Linked DNA regions of Hordeum vulgare: region 1 is linked to region 2. Evidence: chromatin contacts called from public Hi-C data. All regions are on one chromosome and are shown on one strand. The core of a region is the stretch at or near the end of the contact, and the rest is flanking DNA. Distances in the headings are between cores, read along the strand shown.

Evidence for each region. Hi-C and Micro-C count contacts between places; a contact is called where the count stands out from the background.
Region 1: a contact with region 2 is called in a Hi-C map of seedling, with 5 times the contacts expected there. The contact joins the promoter of LOC123440257 here to the promoter of LOC123444422 in region 2. A contact is called at or near these places in 1 of 6 Hi-C or Micro-C datasets (seedling) and 1 of 1 datasets of contacts at active chromatin or transcription factors (embryo).

The regions. Positions count from the first base shown.
Region 1 is chr3H:488,477,960-488,481,305 of MorexV3_pseudomolecules_assembly, reverse strand. It overlaps LOC123440257 (ethylene-responsive transcription factor ABR1-like), which reads right to left and starts at 2,017. Exons shown (of 1, transcript XM_045116833.1): 1 at 556-2,017. The coding sequence starts at 1,674. The coding sequence ends at 871.
Region 2 is chr3H:488,058,648-488,062,220 of MorexV3_pseudomolecules_assembly, reverse strand. It overlaps LOC123444422 (3-hydroxyisobutyryl-CoA hydrolase-like protein 5), which reads left to right and starts at 1,672. Exons shown (of 15, transcript XM_045121126.1): 1 at 1,672-1,805; 2 at 1,901-1,984; 3 at 2,095-2,163; 4 at 2,559-2,622; 5 at 2,726-2,799; 6 at 2,885-2,968; 7 at 3,261-3,345; 8 at 3,540-3,573. The coding sequence starts at 1,776.

The sequences.
Region 1 (3,346 bases), core at 768-3,267, 420 kb before region 2:
TTTACTGAAACTGGACCGTTGTTTCAGAAACTGGGTAGTTGTTTCAGAAATTGAAACAACGTCTAATCGCGAACCGTTTCCTGAAACTGGATCGTTGTTTCAGAAACTGGGCAGTTGTTTCAGAATCTGGAACAGCGTGGTGATCAGCTTCCCAGAGGCCAGGAGCACGTCGGCAAGGTCGGACCCATGGCGGCCGCGAACGCCGAGGGCGACTGCGGAAGGTCGGCGTTGGGCACGGCGAGCAGCGTCAGTAAGGACCGCCTGGACGTCGACGGCAGCGGCCGGAGGAGCGCCAGCAGCAGCCCCGCCAGCGCGAGGAGGATGAGGCACCGCGAGATCTGTCCCCGCATCTATTATTTTCGCAACGCGGCTATTGTTTCTGCAACTCGACCTCTGTTTCATGAACTATTAAATGCGGGAACGTAGATCGGACGACTGCATCGATACATCCAACGGTCGTTGAGGTGGCGGATGTTTACTAAACATCCGTCGGTGGACGCGTAGCAGCAAATATTAAGCTTGAATAAAAAAAAAATCTCAGAGTTAATGCATGACTTATCTTCTTCGTCCCCTCAACTATCTTCATGAAGCTGTATACTAGTACTACTGCTGTACAATTGTCAATTGACAGGTTGATAACCGTAGAGAAATCACCAAAATAGCATCTTGTGCCTTTGCCCGAAGCTAGAGACGATTACCCACCAAACGCAAATTGACCCACCACGCATGAACGGTTACAGAATGGAATTCAATGTCGGATGCCTAACTAAGAAACTGACCACGCACCGCTAATATAATAATATAAGAGAAAGAAACAATCGGCGAGCGAAGGAACGCACGCGTCACGGATTCACCTCCCCGCCGCAGCGTTCACCTCGCCCCATCGGCGCCGCCGCGGCGCGCCCCGTCCGCCGCGACGGACGTCGGGAAGTTGAGCAGCGCCTTGGCGCCGCGCAGGCGGAACGCGGCGCGGTCGTAGGCGACGGCCGCCTCCTCGGCCGTGCCGAAGGTGCCGAGCCACAGGCGCGCGCCGTGCCGCGCCGGGTCCCGGATCTCCGCCGCGTACTTGCCCCACGGCCGCCGCCTCACCCCGCGGTAGTGCGGCCGCTCCTCCCCGGCCCTCCCGGCGGCGCCTGCCCCGCCGCCGTCGGCCGTGCCGGTACCACCGGCGGCAACGGCCCTCGCCGTCTTCGTCGGGGGAGGGGTGGAGGAGGGCGGGGCGGCGGCCAGGGCGGAGGCCTCGTGGAGGACGTCGAAGAGGAGCATGTCGAGGGAGTCGTTCTCGTTGAGGGGGAGGTAGTACTGGCCGTGGCCGTGGGTAGCGGCACCGGCCAGCGAGAGGGACGCGTCCATGCCGGCGCCCGCGCCCGCGCCGGGCGTGGCGAGGTGGTCGGCGCCGAGCGGGAGAGGCATGCCTGCGCGCGGGTGGGGCGTGGGGTTTATTAGCTTGCTGCGTACAGCCGGAGAGAGTATGTTGCTATTTAGGCCGGAGAAGGCTTCCCCGGCAAGACACTGGCTGGTTTTCTTGGGGAGCATTGACGAGGTGGAGACCGCGTGGGCACTCTGTGCCCACGATTCTTGGGGAGGAAGGCAAGGCAGAGGAGGACAAAGGAAAACAACGGAGCCGTGGTGGAATTTTTCATTTTTCAAGTGATGAGCAGAGACCCGTGACATAAATCGTCGTCGGAGCTCCACGCCCAGGGACGAGCAGCCCGGGGCCCCGGCGGGAAGAGTCGTGGTCGTGAACAAGTGTTGTTCTCGAAGGGACGGACAGGCCGGACAGAGGTTCTGGACTTGTTGGGTTGTTTTGCCTGCTCCGTCCACGATCAGTAAGGGGTGCGCACTGCACTCTCTTCTTTTTGACAATGCGCGTGTTTTATTTTTGTGTAGCAAGGGTCGGTCGAAATCACTCTTCTGATCTTGTCAGTGAAGATACACGCAAACTGAACTTGAAACTGAAGAATTTTATAATCTGATCCTTTTGACAACGTTATGGACCACGGTGTTCCCGTTCAATACAGAAACGCCGAAGTAGATTGCGTTTCTACGAAATATGAAAACACCGTCCGAAATCGTGAATCTGTCCTGGCCCACTAGCAGGCTAGCCCACGTTACTCGGTGACGTGACATGCCCGAAACGCTGATCCGGTATGCATCATAGTAACCATTACCTGCCGGTACAAGAAGGCTAAGGCCGCCGACCCCCCAACTCCACTTAACAACCCAGTTACGAAGAGGGTCCAAGAACATCCATGAGACCGTATTCCCCGTGCCATGCGGAAACACCACTTGGGTCAAAAGGTTTCATAAGTAAGCCGTGGCGTACCTCTCCACAACAGCCGGACTGGCATCCCGTGGACACTCATAGAAATGTTCTTGTAACCATGAGAACAACACACCGGATGTCCTCGAATCCATCTTGGTTTCATGAATCCACGATGGTGGTTCAACACCAACCAATCCTGCAACCCGTTGTCGCCACCCCTCAGAATTCACCTTCCCGGTAAGAGCCATGCCCTCGATCGGTAGCCGGGAGATCATCGCTATATCCTCCAAAGTGATGGTCATCTCACCAAGAGCAAGGTGGAAAGAGTGCGTCTCCGGCCTCCAACGGTCCGTAAGGGCAGTAATGGCCATCGAGTTCAGCCGGGGTGGTGTGCCTTTAAAGTTGAGCACAAATTGAAGAAGATCCATTCTTCTAAAATAAGGCTCATAGCGACGGTCATATATGAGAGATTCATGCGGGTTGTGGCCCCTCAATCGAAGAACTAACGGAACCTAAAACCCCCCGCACATTTTTTGTTACTTCTATCAATTTGTCACAATATGAAAATCAAAGAATGTAGATACATAATTACCTCCCCTCTTTCCACTACCACAACACGATGCTTCTTTTCGTAATAATCATCAAGGTCGGGGTATTTATCCGGCTTAAACATCCTACATAATAGGTTTAGCAACAAATAATCTTAGGATTTAACACACTATATTTCTACCGTTTCACCATGAAGAATAAGAGAGGGAGAAGAAGAAGGGAAAGGGGACAAATCACAAACAACCAATTTTAGGGTTCACCATGTTTCAAAAAATGCATCTACAGTAATCAATCTTGATTGAAAAAATTGGAGTAACGGAAGGAGAATACCTCAAGCAACTTTGGGATGGTCCGATCTACTCCTTTTGATGGCAAAAATGAAGGATTAGGGTTGGATTTGGTGGAGAAGAAGAGATGGGCAGAGGTGAAAGTGCAATCATGTCCTTAATCATATTTTGATGTTGTTGACAACATACACATAGGGAACTAATCACCTCTGTCAAGTGCATTTCAGGATACTTCCCATGAGAT
Region 2 (3,573 bases), core at 423-2,922:
ATTACTCCCTCCCGCTAAAGAAAGAAGGCTAATAACTTTTGACTCAACTGAAGTGATATGAAGTTCTGATCAGTTTTATATAGAAAATTGTCAACAACTATAAACCAAATTAGTATTATTAGATTTGTCTTTCTAAAGTTGCCTGAAGGACAACATACTTTCATATTCACTTCGTGTTGACTAAACAAGTCCATGAGAAAAATATTTTCATGTCCACTTTGTTGTAACCCATTGGCCGTGGACGAATCTCCAGTTCAACTACCCAGCTCGATTTTTTCGTAAAAACTGAATCAATACATGATTTTTTTAATGATGTGTACAGTATTTAATAAAAGAAGACGCTACGAAACTATCCAACTTAGAGCATCTCTAGTAAAACCCTCAAACCCTTAAATCTAAAACCACTTTTAAGGGTTGAGAATTTGCCATTTTTGACACTTTTAAGGGTTGAAAAACAGGGGCAAAGACTAGAACCCTCAAACCCAACCCTTATAACGGAATCAACCCTTATAACGGAATATTCCGTTATAAGGGTTGGGTTTGAGGGTTCTAGTCTTTGTCCCAACCCCAACCCTTAAAACTGTCATTTGGCATTGCACAATTTTCACTAGAAAAACATAATAAACCTTCAAACAAACACGGAAATAAAGATCATTGATGCATGGTTTAATAGTTTTTACATCACACAATCATCATCTTCCCCCTCTCATCGGCACCATCACCAAAAAGTTGCACTTGACGCCATTTCCTAGACCACTTCCACGTCCATCAAGCACCTCGATTGTCGCCGGTGGTGGCGTCTTCCACACCACTCATCGGAGTGTCACCTCGAAGAGTAGAGGACGCACCACAAAATATCCTCTTCCTCTCTGCGATTTCCTCCTTGTAGTCCTTCCACCATTGCAATTGTTCTTGATCCATGTCCTTCTTGGACATCATCATGTGCCCATTCTCTTCCACCATGAGTTCTTTCCATACCTTTGCCTCTTTCACCTTGATCATCCTCTCCTCTTCCACCAGGAGGTTCGGCGACGGCGGCGGTCGGGGCCGCGGGCTTCTTCAGCGCCGCGACCTTCTTCCGCTTCGGGGACGCGCCGGCGGCCTTGGAGGAAGCCCCTCGCGGCCCACGGGAGGACACCTTCGGCCGGCTCTTCTTGACGGTGGCCGGGGCGGGCGCGGCGGCGGCCGGGGCGGGAGGAGGCGGTGCAAGGCCCGCTCGCCGCCGCTTGGCCTCGACGTGGGTCGCCGCCACCACGTCGGCCCCGGTCGGCTGCAGGACGGGGCCGGGGGCGGGGGCGGGCGCGGCGGCGGCCGGGGCCTCCATGGCGGCGAGGACGCGGGACGAGCTGGGGAGGCGGAGCAGTTTTTTCCTCCCGCGCGATGTGTGAAGTGGAGTGCGGGTTGGGGGGAGTTTTCCCTCCCAACCTTCACTTCTACAGGCTGAGAAGGGGTTTGAGGGTTGGACCTCTAATTTTTTTTACGGGTTTAAGGGTTCTAGTCTACGCCGTTTTTCTGATAAAAACTGTAGAAAAAACGGTTATTTTTAAGGGTTTGAGGGCTGTACGAAAGATGCTCTTAGTAGTCAAGCCCCCGGTACCAAACACGTCTCAGATCACACCTACCCCAAAGGCCCTAGGCTCCTAGCTTACCAACCCACTCCCCTAACCCTTCTTCTTCCCTCCCACACCAATGGCCCCTTCACCAACCCCAATTGAGCACCCGCCTCACCTCGCGAGCTGGTACGCGTCAAAGAAATCTGCAGCTCCAGATTCGCCATGGCTCAACAACAACCCAATCCCGACGAGGTAACGACCCCAGCACGATTCTTTGCTTCTCTTCTTCGCCGCGATCTCACCAGCTCACCGGAGGAGATGACGCGGGAATCCGACTCTCTGCGCAGGTCGTGCTCGGTCAGGAGATCAACGGCGCGAGGGTGGTCACCCTCAACCGCCCGCGCCAGCTCAACGGCATCAACGACAGAGTGGTGCGCCCTCTCGCTCTTGGCTCGGGGGATGCTGGATCAGAAGTGTGTGTTTTTTTGCAGTGGAATGCTAATAAGCCGGCTCGCGACTGCTTATTTGTCTTTGCTTCTAGGTATATCTCCTAGCGCAGCTCTTGGAGAAATGGGAGAAAGATGACGATGCCAAGCTGGTCATCTTCAAGGTGCGTCCTATTCATCGGCAAATGCCGCAACATGTTTAAGCTGCTATACTGCTTAGGATGGTAACCAGGGCTGGTGTTTAAGAGCATCATGTTTTCCCATAGTTGGCCAACTCTCAGGAAATAAGAGCATCATGTTTTCCCATAGTTGGCCAAGTCTCAGGAAATTAACGCAACACAGAAACTGATTGCATTTAACCCAGTGTACAGCATATATTCGCTAATCCAAAGGAAATGCCAAATGTCATGTTCAACAAGTTTTAATGTTCGGCAATAACATTACGTGGTACTGAAATTCGGTGTCCTGCACAATTTTTTGTTTGTTTGGAAGCTGTTGTGGTATTCAGCAATTGTCAGTTGTCACAAGTGATATGAATGTGAGGTTTGATGATCAACAGGGAGCAGGACGAGCATTTTCTGCTGGCGGGGACCTAAAGATGTTCTACGAAGGGAGATCATCAGGTGGGATTCTCAGAGTCGCCGTGCTGTGATGTTTGATTTACATCATCAGTGATTTATATTTTCAGACTGTTTGTAGATATTGATTGATATGACTTCTTTGTAGATGATTCCTGCCTCGAGGTCGTGTATAGGATGTACTGGCTCTGCTATCACATCCATACATACAAGAAAACCACGGTGATGCCCTTGTAACATATTCAAGGAAAATTCCCTATACTGGAGATGTTTTATCCTGAAAATATACGCTTGTGCATTCATACAGGTGGCTCTTGTTAATGGACTTGTCATGGGTGGAGGTGCGGCCATGGTTGCTCCGCTGAAATTTGCAGTTGTCACAGAGAAAACGGTACGGATCAATTTATGCCACACTTATGTCCTGTTAGTGATACATTCGTTTGTAGATTTCCCAAATGTTTGCGCATCACTTTCTTAATAGTCCAGTTATCATATATCAAAGTAACTAAGTAAGTATCTATGCCTTTTCTATTGATGTTCTATCCGTTTGAACATTTGGTAAAAAGAATAATTCTTGTACAAATTTTTAAATGAGACCCAATCGTACTTGAATACTAGATTCCAGTGTAGTTATATGTATATCTCTTCAGAGTTTCTCATAAGGATAATTTCTATTTGTATAGGTTTTTGCCACTCCCGAGGCAAGCGTTGGACTACACACAGATTGTAGCTTTTCTTATATCCATTCTCGGCTCCCTGGATATTTAGGTAGGCATTGAGTTTAATTTTCCATTCTCACATCCTAGAGAATTATCTGAATGGCTAACTTAAGAGGAGTATTGTCCTTTTGGGACAAACTGTGAATAAATTTAGACATGAGAAAATTGATCATGGCTAATTAAATATAAATAGGAATTTCAGTTTCGATCTCTGCTCTTATTTTATTCTTTCTTAACTTTTAGGGGAGTACCTGGCTTTGACTGGTGCTAGACTGAA